Regions from separate parts of the Mus musculus genome. Here all the other regions are linked to region 1. A link is a contact called in public Hi-C and HiChIP or PLAC-seq data. All regions are on one chromosome and are shown on one strand. Each heading gives the region's core, a stretch centred on a gene start, on an enhancer-like site or on the middle of the called end of the contact. The rest is flanking DNA. Distances are from core to core; before and after follow the strand shown. Region 1 overlaps Sema4d (sema domain, immunoglobulin domain (Ig), transmembrane domain (TM) and short cytoplasmic domain, (semaphorin) 4D). Region 2 has its middle 6.2 kb from the start of Gm2848. Region 3 overlaps Syk (spleen tyrosine kinase).

Evidence for each region. A called contact is a pair of places that touch in the nucleus more often than the background predicts. HiChIP or PLAC-seq counts read pairs in DNA pulled down with a chosen protein or histone mark.
Region 2: an H3K27ac HiChIP or PLAC-seq map of acute myeloid leukemia shows a contact between it and region 1, with 5 times the contacts expected there. The contact joins two enhancer-like sites. A contact is called at or near these places in 3 of 115 datasets of contacts at active chromatin or transcription factors (acute myeloid leukemia, astrocytes and embryonic stem cells).
Region 3: a contact with region 1 is called in a Hi-C map of bone marrow-derived macrophages, with 11 read pairs. The contact joins two enhancer-like sites. A contact is called at or near these places in 1 of 484 Hi-C or Micro-C datasets (bone marrow-derived macrophages), 1 of 115 datasets of contacts at active chromatin or transcription factors (microglia) and 1 of 9 other capture datasets (embryonic stem cells).

The regions. Positions count from the first base shown.
Region 1 is chr13:51,709,188-51,713,525 of GRCm38.p6, forward strand. It overlaps Sema4d (sema domain, immunoglobulin domain (Ig), transmembrane domain (TM) and short cytoplasmic domain, (semaphorin) 4D), which reads right to left. Exons shown (of 16, transcript NM_013660.5): 9 at 3,492-3,643; 10 at 2,262-2,437; 11 at 2,013-2,169; 12 at 725-947. Among named protein-coding and RNA genes, the nearest start is that of Secisbp2, 60 kb to the left of the region's middle. Within about 2 kb of position 1,749, at least 38 of the 459 cell types and tissues checked have an H3K27ac peak or open chromatin away from gene starts, as enhancers often do. A contact at or near this core is called in acute myeloid leukemia, bone marrow-derived macrophages and microglia, where this site is marked.
Region 2 is chr13:52,564,678-52,569,456 of GRCm38.p6, forward strand. No RefSeq gene overlaps it. Among named protein-coding and RNA genes, the nearest start is that of Gm2848, 6.2 kb to the right of the region's middle. Within about 2 kb of position 1,339, at least 56 of the 459 cell types and tissues checked have an H3K27ac peak or open chromatin away from gene starts, as enhancers often do. A contact at or near this core is called in acute myeloid leukemia, where this site is marked.
Region 3 is chr13:52,634,664-52,639,074 of GRCm38.p6, forward strand. Syk (spleen tyrosine kinase) reads left to right here. Exons shown (of 14, transcript NM_011518.2): 10 at 3,375-3,584. Among named protein-coding and RNA genes, the nearest start is that of Syk, 40 kb to the left of the region's middle. Within about 2 kb of position 1,763, at least 65 of the 459 cell types and tissues checked have an H3K27ac peak or open chromatin away from gene starts, as enhancers often do. A contact at or near this core is called in bone marrow-derived macrophages and microglia, where this site is marked.

The DNA of each region.
Region 1 (4,338 bases), core at 499-2,998:
CGAGTGCTGGGATTAAAGGTGTGCGCCACCACGCCCGGCAACAGAAATGAAACTAGGAGAGAGACTCCAGCCTTGGCGGCAACCACTCACACTCGTGGATAACTCAAGCCATCCCCTCAATGGGGCACTCAGAAGAGGACAACCCTGTCCTATGGTGGATTCCAATGACCTTCACCAACAAGGTTACACCCTGACACCTGAGCCACATTCAGTATAAGGTGGCCGTTGCACTTTACTGGTCTTCCAGGGGAGGTTAGGGGCCCAGGCAGGCAGACGAGGGCAAAATGTTCAAGTCATCTGGGAAGCTCTAAGGGTAGCCCCTGGGGCTCTGGCAGCTGCCATGCTCCAACTTTCCATCCCCATCCCAGAAGACATCTGAGAGAGAGTTGCATCTCCAAAGGCAGCTCGGGGCAGGACAGAACCTGGCTCCTACCTAGGAGGGGGCAGAGTCTCCCACTACCAATTAGGAAATACCAGGCCAGTCCCACTAGTCCCATGACAACAGGGACTATTTAACTCCACTCCAGCCCAGGTACGACAGGTTGGGACTTGCATTAGTAACCAGTGCCCCAGGTGCCTGATGGCCACAGAGACTCATAATCCCAGGTGCTGTGATACCTCAGAAATCCTTTTCTGCTGTCACAAACCTTCCTGGTACCTGGAGAGACCAAACCTACCTATAGATGGCTAAAAGTGAATTTCCCAATCTTACCAAGGAACCCACCTGTGCTGATGAACATGACGTCGTAGAAAGTCCCATCCAGGGCCTGGGTCCTGTCTACCACTATCTGGGTGTAGTTTACATCTTTTTTGATCAGCTTGGGTCTGTTGTCTATCGGGGTCACTGAGTCATCCATCAAAGGGTGGTCTTTTACAAACTGCAGTGTTTTGTCTGGGAGATTCAAGGAGCTGGTGTAGTTGGCTGCCCGGGCCTCACTGTCGATACACTGTGGGGTAAAAGCACCGCGGTCACATGCCCACTTAGCTTCAACTGAGCACACAGAAGAGAAGCCCTGGAGGGCCATGGTCACACTTCTCCAAAGAGTAACAGGGGCTAAGGTGACCTCCCCAGAGACAAAGAGCTGTGCTTTTAAAGCCACGGGACATAATTGTCTCAGGATCAGTAGAGGAATTAGTAGCCAATGAAAAAACTTAGCAAACTTCCAGATTAAAAAGCACTCATTTCACAGCTTTTCTATGAGAAGAAAGTATGCCAAAGGAAGCTTGTTAAATATTGTTATACAGACACACACACACAGAGAAAGAGAGAGAGAGAGAGAGAGAGAGAGAGAGAGAGAGAGAGAGAGAGAGAGAGAGAGAGAGAAAGAGAGAGAGAGAGAGAGAGAGAGAGAGGAGAGAGAGGAGAGAAAGCCAGATTCTGGGTAGCACAAAAGAAAAAAAAGTTGTAAAGAGTTTTTTTTTTTTGGTCCCAGCTCCCTAGCCATGTTTTACTGAACACCTGAATTATGAGTTATGAGAATAACCAGGTGTCGAGGCCAGACACTCACAGAACAGTCCATCCTGGGAGAGCTTCAAGAGCCAAGCCCCTCCATACCCACACCCATCCACCACGTGGCAACAATATGCAGGCAACCCTAGAATTTTCTTTACTAATTTACTGTATCTAGGAGGAAAGAATATGATTCCTGTTATCTAGTGGACAGGCTGCCTCAGGAGACAGCCCAGGCTGACAAACAGGTTTTTTTTGTCTGCAGGAAATGGGAAATGAAGCAAGCCTGCCATTGTGCAATGTCCACTTCTCAAAGGAGCCCGGCGGTAGACTCTCTCGTCCGGGCAGCATGCAGTGAGGCCTGCTACCCAACACAGAGGAGATCAGAAAGGAACAGCTTCACTGTTCACCCCAGGCCCGGCAGCTACTCAGCCCAGCACCCAGATTCCTGTTGCCATGCAACCCTCTGCCGGGATGCACTAGGATCTGTGTGGTCTCATGCTTGGGGGGCCTTGAGATCCAGAGAAGATGAGCCCTCCCCAGAGCTCGAGACCCTGCTTACCGCTCCAGGTCGGGGAGTGGGCACTGGGCCATTGTAGCGCACCCACTTGGTGTGAGACTGCTCCACTGTGGCACTCTGCATGTACTTTCCACGGGAGAAGACTGCCTCCACCGTGGCCAGTGTGTAGGCGCACACCGCTGACAGACCCACATTGTTCCTGTGGAGGGGAATCCGTGAGAGTGTCAGGAGGGCAGGAGGTCGTCAGGGTGACCAGGCCCCAACTGCCAAGGGACTCACAAGTGAACTCACAGCTGTGGGGTGAAGACCGCATAGAACACAGGCTCCTTGAGGCCCGGGGCCCTCAGCACAAACACATCCTGAAGTATGTTGAAGACCAGGCCACTGTCTGGCTTGGAGCAGATCAGCCTGGCCTTTAGGAAGGAGGTCCACTTTTTTTGCAAAGTCCGCAGGCCGCCCTGGTCGCCCTGGAATTCCAGAGACAGCACATGGTAGAGGCAGGACAGATGACTAGCCACAGAAGCAGGCGTCCATATGTCCCCAACCACGGCCTAGCCCAAGAATACTGAAGACAAGTTATGTAACCAAAGCAATACTTCCATGTGGGACAGGATCACAGAATACGAAAAGAGCCAAACACATTCAATGACAAGCAAAACCACCCCATCTGTGTCACATCAGCGTGCCACTGGCTTTGGCTCCTGCAGCATTCCCAGCTGTGACCCAGGAGTTAAACAAGTGATGGGAGGCCTCCTTCCCACCACAGACCCTGGCCCCGCAGACCATCCTAGGGCAAACACATGATCATCCACTAAGAGCTCCTTTTGTGCCCTCTTTGCCTGCTCAATCCTAGTCATTTTCAGGGAGCTGACGACTGAGACAACACAGACAGTTACAAACTATACTCCACTCTGGGCTGGAAAGAAATAAGGCGGCTCCCGTGTGCGTGATTGCATTTTCTGCAATTTCAGTTACCTGTGATTAGTGACACACTGAAAATATCACAAGTGCTCACTCTGACTAATTTTTTCCTCTTTGAGTTTCTTTCCTTTCATGTATGTGTGTATGTGCGGTGTGTCTCTATATGAGTGTTCGTGTGTGGGTGCATCTGGAGGCCAGAAGTTGATGTCAGGAACCATCCACCTTATTCTTTGAGGCAAGGTCTCATAATCAAACTCAGAGCTTGCCGATGAGGACAGCCCCACTAGCAGGCCCTATCTCCACTTTTCTACAGAGGATCCGCTCAGCATCTATAGGTTCTGGAGATCTGAACGCTGGTCCTTTTGTTTCCGTGGTAAGCATTTTAACCACTAAGCCATCTTCCCAATCCTACTTTGGGTCTCAAGAGAAACCATGCACATACCTCTAAAACTCTTATTGCTGGTCTCTTACTGTGCCTCAACTGTACATTAAACTTTGCCGCAGGGGTCTCTACCCATAGGAGATGGCCACACTTCCAGAGAGGAATCTTGGAGTGGCATCATGCAGGACTGTGGGTGGGAACAGGGAGACAGCACCCACCTTGCACACCCTGGCAACTCGCGGGATCATCAACTTGAAGACGAATTCGTACTCCACGGATACCTCCGTAAAAAAGAAGTAGACCTTGTCATCTTCACCCTCCGGACCATCTGGGCTTTTCTGGATCACGTCAGCAAAGACGAAGCTAGGCTCTGTGGGGTGGCATCACAGGATGGTTTCTGTACACGGAGCTACCAAGCCACCTCTCTACCTGCTCCCTGGGGTGCTGCAGGCTGGCAAGGGCAGCCTTAGAGCCTGGAAGCTTCCCTTCTAGGACGTCTACAGTATGTATGCCACACTGTGAACTCCAGGCCCAGAGGACGCCCGCCACCCTCCTCAGCTTCACCAAGATAGCCACAGAGGAAGCCGGGTGAGGCCTCTCTGCTGGTGGTTGGTCTGGCATGCTAGAGTATCTGCCAATTTAAACAAGGGCCAAATCAGCCACCCGAAGGATTTCCAGACTCCTGGGGAGGCCCAAGGAGAAATTGGCTGTCTCAGATCTCAGACTCCAGGGTCTGACTCCAGATCAAGGGGCTTCGAAAAAGCCCTGCATCACTGGTCAGCATCCCCACAAAAAAGACACCCACAAAGGGCCCCCATCATCCACACCCTGATATGCTTGTCTGGGAGTAAAGACACATTTCAACACCACCCGGCCAGACCCAAGAGTCTCCACATCTAAGATGACACCCAAACTCAGTGTCTACATTCTCAACTTCCCATTAGAGCTTCATTTTATTAAAGTCTCCCAAACTGCATTTGGGGGACGGGGTGGAAGTGGGGCTGGGTGGGGTATGTCAGAGAATCAGATTTAAACAATGCTATTAGCAGTGAGCAAGACAGCTAC
Region 2 (4,779 bases), core at 89-2,588, 860 kb after region 1:
TCTCGTGTAGCCCAGACTGGCCTTGAACTCACCACGTAGCCAAGCATGACTTCAAGCTTCTGATCCATCTGCCTCCGCCTTCTGAGTGCTGAGGTTGCACAAATCATTTATGTGGTGCTGGGGATCGAACCCAGGACTCCAGGAGTTCTAGGCAGACACTCCACCAACTGTGAATCACTTTTGTTTTTTGTTTTTCATAAAATGTTTAAAGTATTGGCTGCTTAGAAGCCTTTGATAATAACTTGCTCACCAGAATGGAGAAGGTCTGCAGTGACTGTGGACACCAGACATCGCTGTGTATGGATGTGGCTTCAGGAAACCAGGTAAAGAAATGTTCGTTCAGTGACCTGAGCATAGAGGTCACATTCAAGCTAAAGAAGGAACTAACCCCAGACCAGCCAAAAATCCCTGCTTGTTCATTATGATAATCTGGCATTCACATCTGAATCCTAGCAACTATGGCTAGACATTTTTTCAAGGTTTTTGAAAACAACCTGTGACATGCACACGTTCTCCAAATGGGCAATTTCGGAGGCAGCAGCCCATACCGAATGCCTGGCAGAGGATGTCACCATGGTGTCATTTAGTCTCACAGTCAGTTCCCCAAAAGCAGAAGAACTTCCATTATGGGCGCATTAATAACTGCTATAAATAGAGCCCGGGAAGAATACAAAGCGGTTATCGTGTCTCGTCATGCGTGAAATGTAAGGACTCTGTTAAAGAGGACAAGGTCTCACTGGTGCCTTCATGTCTGAGCTGGCTCTCCTGGAATGGGATTGCATCCTTGCTGTGTGTTCTTAGCCTCCTTTTGGACAGGGAGCCCTTGTCCAGATGAGACTGGTTTTGCTAAAAGCTGGCAGCTGTTACCAGTTGCTCACTTAGAAGGAAGATGTCTGTCTGGCTGACAGTATAGTGCCCTCTGCTGGATTTCAAGTCAGGTCGGGCAAGGAAAACCTCTAGGAAACTTTCCCTTTCCCTCTCTTTATGTGTGTGTGTGTGTGTGCGCGCGCGCGCGCGTATGTGTGAGTGTGCGTGCATATTTGTACATGTGTATATGTATATGTGTGTATATGTGTATATATGTATGTGTGTACATACACACACACATACACAAACACTGTGCAGGTGCATGTGTGTACATGTGTGCACATGTTTGTGGGAGTCAGAGTACAACCTCCAATGTCATTCCTCAAATGCCTTCCACCTTTTTTTTGAAGGACGGTTGCTCTGTGGCCTGGAACTTTGCCAAGCAGTCTTGGTACTCCTGGAGTTCACCCATCTCCACCTCCACCTCCCTGGCTCTGGAATTACAATCGTGTGTGGCCATACATGGCTTTTGCCCAAGGATTGAAGTCAGGTACACACGCATGTGCAGCAAGCACTCTACACTGAGTGGTCTACTCAACCTAGGTCACTCATTTTTGATAAAGCTCGTGAGACCTATGAGGAGGTCTCCATGGGAGTCAAGTAGGACTGTTACGGTTGGAAAATATCTCACTCTCCACAGCCATAGCTGGGATATTTGAAGGTCAACTGAAGACAAAGATACAGTAGGAGCCCAGCAAGGTGCACAGAGCTCATTCTGAGGCCCTGGTGCCTGCAGTCCCAGTTGCACCTCTTCGCAGTAATGGAGACTCGGAACTTGAAAAAGAGAATGATGTAAGTGGTTGACACACTGTGTTAAGCCTCACCATTTCAACAAAGCTGCTCACCACCTGTACTCCAACTTCCTTTTGAAAGCCGCAAAACTTGAAAGCGTGCAGACCATGGGTATGGGACCCAAGGTCACTGCCTGCTCAGGGGTAGAGAAGAGACGAATCCATTCATTCTCCCCTGCGGGTCCTGATCTTGGAAGAGCTTCCCTAAGTCAGTGCGCATCACAAGGGAGCCTCAGCCAGGAACTGTGGCTGACTAACTCCAATCTCCTTACACCAGGAGATGCTGGCTAGCCCTAACTGTTCCCCCAGCAGAGCGGTTTATCATAAAGATGCCAGAAACCCAGTGTTAATCCCAGAGTTTTCAAAGTGGAAAAAAAAATTCAACATGAAACCAGCAGACCAGTAAGGGAGCAGAGGTCCCGGGAGAAGGGGTCATCAATGGGAAAGCATATTCCCAGAAGAGAAGTTCTTTCATTCATTCCATAGTCACTGGGCATTGCCACAGGCTAAGCATGACTTCTTCCCCACCCCACCCCACACCTGCCCCCTGTGCTGAAGAAGCAAGATGTGTGTGTGGCCGCTGGCCCCCGTCGGGCTGCCATGCCCTCCAGCACCTGTTGGGTGGCCCCATTGTCCTTTCCTGTGGTGCCTCACACTCCCGGAGCTGTGACCAAAGCCACAAAAAGGCAGTTTCATAAGAGCCCTCCGAGTGTGCAGGTCCTTCAATAAACAATTTGAAAGGTGAGAGGCTCACACTGAGAGCTTTAGTCACACACGTCCCATAGGTGCAGAAGGGGATGGATGGCTTGCGCTGCCCTGGCCCCAGTGGATGTCCCTCTGATGTCTTTGATGTACCATCTGGAGGCATTACCACAGAGCACCCGGGAGCTCACACGGGTGCAGATCTGCATGGCTACTGCTAATGGAACTCCAGAGCTATCCAGATTTGGCCCACTCACTGTCTCTTAATAGAATCGCCCCACCTGAGGCCTTGAACCTTGGGAACAGGAGCACAGGTTTTGCAAATTGTTGCAAAGATTAGAGATAAAGACCCTGGGTGCTTAGTGTCCCACAGTTAACCACAAGACACGCATAGACCATGTGTAGCTCATTACACACACACACACACACACACACACACACACACACACACACACACAAATGCAGATAAAAATAGTCATACTAATCACTTTTCTATTCATTCAACATTTAAAATAATACTAGAAAGGAGGAAGAAGAAAACATGGACTCATTTGATTGCAAGGACGAGTGGACTTATTTAAACAATGAAAAAAAGAAAGAAACTTACAAAGACCAACATCCCTTTTTTGTCCCCTTCTGAATTTAAAACTTCTGTTCATTAGAAGACAATAAGATGAGGCCAAAGGCAGTCGTAGCTGGGAGAGAACACTTGCCCTGTATATATGGCAACGGACTTTGATCCAGACTGTAATTCTAAAACTTTTAACAGCCAAAAGATAATTCAATTTAAAGTAGGCAAACTCGAGTCAAACCCCTGAGAGTTCTTACAGGAATCAGTGAGCAAAATGTTGATCAGACTATTGGACATTCTCTTTAAAAATAATCGGAAACTCTGTAAGCACATACGTTCAGCTCAACTGGTCGTCAGGGCAACGCAGACCTCAGTGTGGTGGTGCTCCATCCTCACCAGACAAAAATGAAGACTGCATTGAGGGGCGGAATGGAGGCAGGGAAAGGAAGCACTGGGCAGTCCTGCCCAGGAGCTGGTGCAAGCCCTTTGGAACCTTGAGTAGTTTCCTGCAAGTGATCTCCTACTGTGTGACTCAGCGGGCATGTCAGCAAGTCTCAGGCACTTAACTAAGAGCAATGATGCAGCAGATCTATGCCATCCATAGGACAATGCTCATGTGGCTTCACTCAGACTCCCCAAACAAGAAGCAGATGATCAGTGCACACCCAGACAATGTACATGCAGCATACACAATGCATACAGACAACACACACACAATAGGTAATGCATGTGTGACACATACATATACTCTAGCACACGTACAGACCCAGGCACACACAATGCATAACATGTACCACACACACTACTCCCACAAATGCACACACAAAGATGCAAACACAGGCTACCCACAATGTACTGTGGGCACACAACACACAAAAAACACACATATATACATGTAACACATAAACACACACAAATAACTGCAATAGAAATACAAGCAAACTGCTTACTTAACACTCAGCATATATCTATCTGCGGGAATACTGCTCCACACTAAGCCAGTTCGCAATACCAGCTGGGTATACTACAATTCAGCTCATTTGACAGCACCAACCTGGAGACACATACCACAGGTCAGGTCAGGGTCCTGGAGGTTTAACCCCATAAACCCTAGGTTGGGACTTATACTTCTGATTAGTTTACTGCAAACTGAGTCCCTACCATCCCTCCTCAGCTAGAGTCAGATGACTGGATAGGGCAAATCACAGAATGCAGAGAAACAGTTGGCATTTGTTTTGAAATCATGATAGTTGTTATAAAGCTGAAGGCACTATAGGCTCTGGCTTGGCCTTCACCATCCAGGCATCCCCGATGGCTACCAACCCACAAGACCTCCAAACCCTGGTCTTTTGAGATCTACAGCGGTCTATCTCATTACTGCAGGAGGAGGACCTGCACCTCTAGGCCAGATCCCACAGTCTGGGTCAGGCCGCACCTCACTGCAGCTCTCTTGGACAGAAAGAATTAAGAAGTTGTCTGCGCTGTGGCTCAACAACCCTCAAACATAGTACCTTACCCTTCCATGCTCTCTGTCAAATTTACTGTGTTGATCTAAATCACGTGATATTACACTTCCTGCCAACCCTAAAAGGTGGACATCTCCTTTGTTCAGGGGATTTGGGTCTGAAGAACCCTTGGGGAGGTTTGTGGAGGGGAGGGGTTCTCTGAAGAGGCTCTAATGGCTCTCAGAGAATAACACCCCTTATTCTCCAGACTCTGAAGAGAACCTTCTCGTTCCTTTCAAGGCCCCACCAAGTTTAGATCTCCATATGTATCCTGTTTATATGTAGCTCTTCCTCCTACACTGAGACCCAGCCATGGCCTTAAAATCCCTTCCTTGCAATCAAC
Region 3 (4,411 bases), core at 513-3,012, 930 kb after region 1:
ATCTCCTTCCATAAGCAACTGAATATAACCCATGAGTATTTCTCCTAGAATTTTTCCTATCTGTGCTCATGAAGTGTCCTAATTACTGTTCTATTGCTGTGATGAGACACCGTGACCAAGGTAACTTATAAAAGGAAGCAATTAATTGGGGGCTTGTTTAGTTTTAGAGGGTGAGTCTCTGAACATCGTCACAGCAGGAAGATATGGCACTGGAGCAGTAGCTGAGTGTATATCTTATTTGCAAGTTGGAGGCAGAGAGCAAGAAACCTCAAAGCTCACCCCCAGTTACAGATCTCTTCCAACAAGGACACACCTGCTAAACATTCTCAAAACAGTTCTACCAAACTAGGGGCCCAGCCTTCGGATATATGAGCCTACCGAGGTTTTTCTCATTAAACCACCACGTGAAGTTATCAGTCAATTGCTTTCTTACAATTCTCATAATGGAGTCTTACTCTCTTACCTGTAAAAGAGCTCAGTGCTTGGAAGACCAGGAGTTTCATAGTCTCTTCCTGGGCCACCGTAAACAGTCAGGAATTGGAACAATAGTAGCCTCTTAGAATTAGTGGGATATTATCTTTCCCCTCTGCTTTTCTAGAAGACGTGGTATTTTCTTTTTTAAATGTCTAGAGGAATCAAGAAACCTTTTCTAACTTCTTAATTTAGATCCCTGCCTCACACCACAGATGTAATGATAGACCCAACTATGAAAGCCAAAATAGGTGGCTAGAGATGACAGAATGGAGCCTCCCATGTTCCCGGGAGGGCCCAGAGAGGCTTCTAGGGTGATGATAATATCTAAATCCTCCTGTCAGGCCACAGGCTGTGTTCTAGATCACCACACTAGCTGTGTGTACTTTCCTGTGTGTGTGTGTCCCACTAATTCTGTTATTTGACCTAGTGTATTTGTTAGGTGTGTGTGTGTGTGTGTGTGTGTGTGTGTGTGTACGTACATGCATGTGGTTTGGGGATCAAGCTCCAGCCACCAAGCTTGGCAGAGAGTATCTTTACCACCTGAGCCCCCACACGGCCCATTTCCTGAATAGTTCTGTTTTGATTCATCGGTTTGAAGGTTCAACAAAAGAAACAACTTCTCATGCTTGTGGAAATTTTACCACAGGTAATTTTTCAAAGCATACCTAGTTAATGTTTGTTCTTTCTTTTAAGCCACATTTTGCTAGAATACTTTCAAGAGTTCAGCATGATCCATGTGATGTTTTTGTGAGGGAATAAAAAAAAATCCATATTTTCGAAACACATTGAGGCTTGCTTAAAAGTAACCAAGCCCAGTGGGAGAGAAGTGTTTCTTTCTCTTTAACTCTGAGCTTGAACAGAATGTGTGCTTCTGATTGGGCATGTTGTGTACACACCTGTGGCCCCCCAGAGCCCCAGAGGTAGAGACAGGGGGATCAGAAGTTTAAGGTCATCTCCTACTATACAGCTAGTTTCAAGCCACAGTGGATTATGTAAGACCCGGACTCAAAGAAAAAAAAAAAGCAAAGCAATGTATTTTTATTTTTTAAATTCTGGGCCCAGAGGCTCATTTGCAATATCATAAAGAAACTTTGTATTCCTTTATGCATGTAGGCAGAACCTAGCTGGGAAACCACATGACACTGCAGCAGGCTGTATGTGTGTCACAACAGGGGAACTTTGTTGAAGCTGGTTGAATATTTCACAATTCGGGGCTTTCCTCAGCCTGGACCATTCTCCATTGCTGTCCACTACACCGGGGTTCACAGGCAGTGGGGCATGGTTCCTCTGTCTGTAAAAGAACAGCTGTAGAAAGAATCTCTTGTGTACTGTATGGAATCATTACCATCATACAGAGCACCAACCACAAACCAGAGAACAATCCCCGAAGTCCAATTTGGGGAACCAGTGACTGGGCACGCATGTGGGGGTTACTCACAGGAGCTGCGTGTGCCGCTGAGAAGTCTGGGCCTCAGTGTGGATGGTGGCCTCTACAGGATGTAGGGTCCCCTAGATGCCCCCTCTCGGGCTCCTGTTAGCTTTCACAGTCGTATGCTCTAGCACCTCCCAAGACCGTGCGTCTATGTTCAGTTAGGACAGGATCTCACACAGATGACTGGGAAGCGCCGGGGGGAGTTCCAGGAATCAGGGTAACAGTCCAGTGAGCATCTCCACCCCTTCCTTATATGGAGGAGCACCAGCATTTGAAGCTGGTCTTTCTTCTCTCTTGCAAAAGGCATAGCTGATCAGATGGAAAGAGCAGGTGTTATATTCAGAGGACGTTAAAGATGATCTTAAACCAACGATCCTCCTGTATCCACCTCTGGGGCTCTGGGGCTCACAGGTGAGCACCCCCATGGCCGGTCTGAAGCACACGAGTTGTTCAAGCTCAGAGTTAAAGGGAAAGAAACACTTCTCTCCCACTGGGCTTTGTTACTTTTAAGCAAGCCTCAACATGTTTCGAAAATACAGATCTTTTTCAATTTCTCACAAAAATATCACATAGATCGTGTTGAACTCTTGAAAGTATTCTAACAAACTGTGGTTTAAATGAAAGAATAAACATCAGCTATGTGTGATTTGAAAATTTACACCTGCCGGGCAGTTGTGGCACACGCCTTTAATCTCAGCACTTGGGAGGCAGAGGCAGGCGGATTTCTGAGTTGGAAGCCAGCCTGGTCTGCAGAGTGAGTTCCAGGACAGCCAGGGCTACACAGAGAAACCCTGTCTCGAAAAAACAAAAACAAACAAACAAACAAACAAACAAATAAACCCCAAAAGAAAGAAAGAAAGAAAGAAAGAAAGAAAGAAAGAAAGAAGGAAAATTTGCACCTGTGATAAAATTTTCACAAGAAGGAGAAAAATGGTACTAGCTATTTATCTTGATGTGTGTGTGTGTGTGTGTGTGTGTGTGTGTGTGTGTGTGTGCAGGTACTCCTGACACAGCACATATATAGAGGCCAAGGGACAACCCTTGGATGTCACCTCTTACCTTTCACCTTGTTTCAAACCGCCTCTGGGGATTCACTGCTGGCCCCACGAATCTCCATAGATTCTCCCCTAGAAGCCCTGGGGTTGCAGACATCTGCTATCCAACTTTCTGTGGGTTCTGGGGATCTGAACTCTTAACCTCACTCTTGCATGCGCTTTTTACACTGGGTTATCTCCCCAGCCCATGGCCGTTTCTTGTTTGTTTTTTTTTTTTCGTTTGTTTGTTTGTTTGTTTTTGGGTTGCTTTGTTTTGTTTTTCTGAATGGCTTTAAGAGATTCTCATTGGGCAGCGGGTGTCAGCACCATTCCCCTCCACCCCCCTCCCCCCAACACACACACAATGTGACTACAGAGAAGAGGACCTCTAGGCAGTTTGGAAAGTTTCTCACAAGTTACAATCTGTGTCACAGAGTTGTGAAAACCGTGGCTGTGAAAATCCTGAAGAACGAGGCCAACGACCCGGCTTTGAAGGACGAGCTGCTGGCAGAGGCGAACGTCATGCAGCAGCTGGACAACCCCTACATTGTGCGCATGATCGGAATCTGCGAGGCGGAGTCCTGGATGCTGGTGATGGAGATGGCGGAGCTGGGGCCGCTCAACAAGTACCTGCAGCAGAACAGGTGACCTGGGGCATGCGAGTTGTGTGCGGTGCCACCCCGCACATGCCCTGTCCCCCGAGTTTGGGCTGTGCCGGGGCCCCGCCCCCACACACGCCCTGTCCCCCGAGTTTGGGCTGTGCCGGGCCTGATTTCTAGGGGAAGCTCTCTCTCCCTCTCCTCTCTGTGTCTCTGAGTCTCTGTCTCTCTGTCTCTCTTCGTGTCTCTCTCTCTCTCTCTCTCTCTCTCTCTGTGTGTGTGTGTGTGTGTGTGTGTGTACATCTTTGAGGGTGTGCACCTGTGTGGATGTGTTTATGTGGAAGCCAGAGGTCAATATTGGAGATCACCCTCTCTCCTCTCTCAGTCTCCAACTTAATTTTTTTTTTTTATTTATGTGAATGTTGGTGTGAGTGTGTGCCACACAACGCAGATACTTATGGAGGCTAGAGGAGCTGGTCAGATCCCTCGGAGCTGGGCTTACAGCACTTGTGAGCCTCCCAACATAAGTGCTGGGAACCAAACTCCGGTCCTCTGCAAGAACAGTACGTGTAGCCAGGCAGTGGTGACACAGGCCTTTAATCCTAGCACTTAGGAGGCAGAGGCAGGTGGATTTCTGAGTTTGAGGCCAGCCTGGTCTACAAAGTGAGTTCCAGGACAGCCAGGACTACACAGAGAAACCCTGTCTCGAAAAAAAACCAAAAAGGAGAAAAAAAAAAGAAAGAAAAAAGAAGAAAAGAAAAGAAAAAAGAACAGAAGGCGTTCTTAACCACTGAACTATCTCGTTAGCTCTCCGCCTTATTTCATGAGACAAGGAACTATCTCATTAGCTCTCCGCCTTATTTCGTGAGACA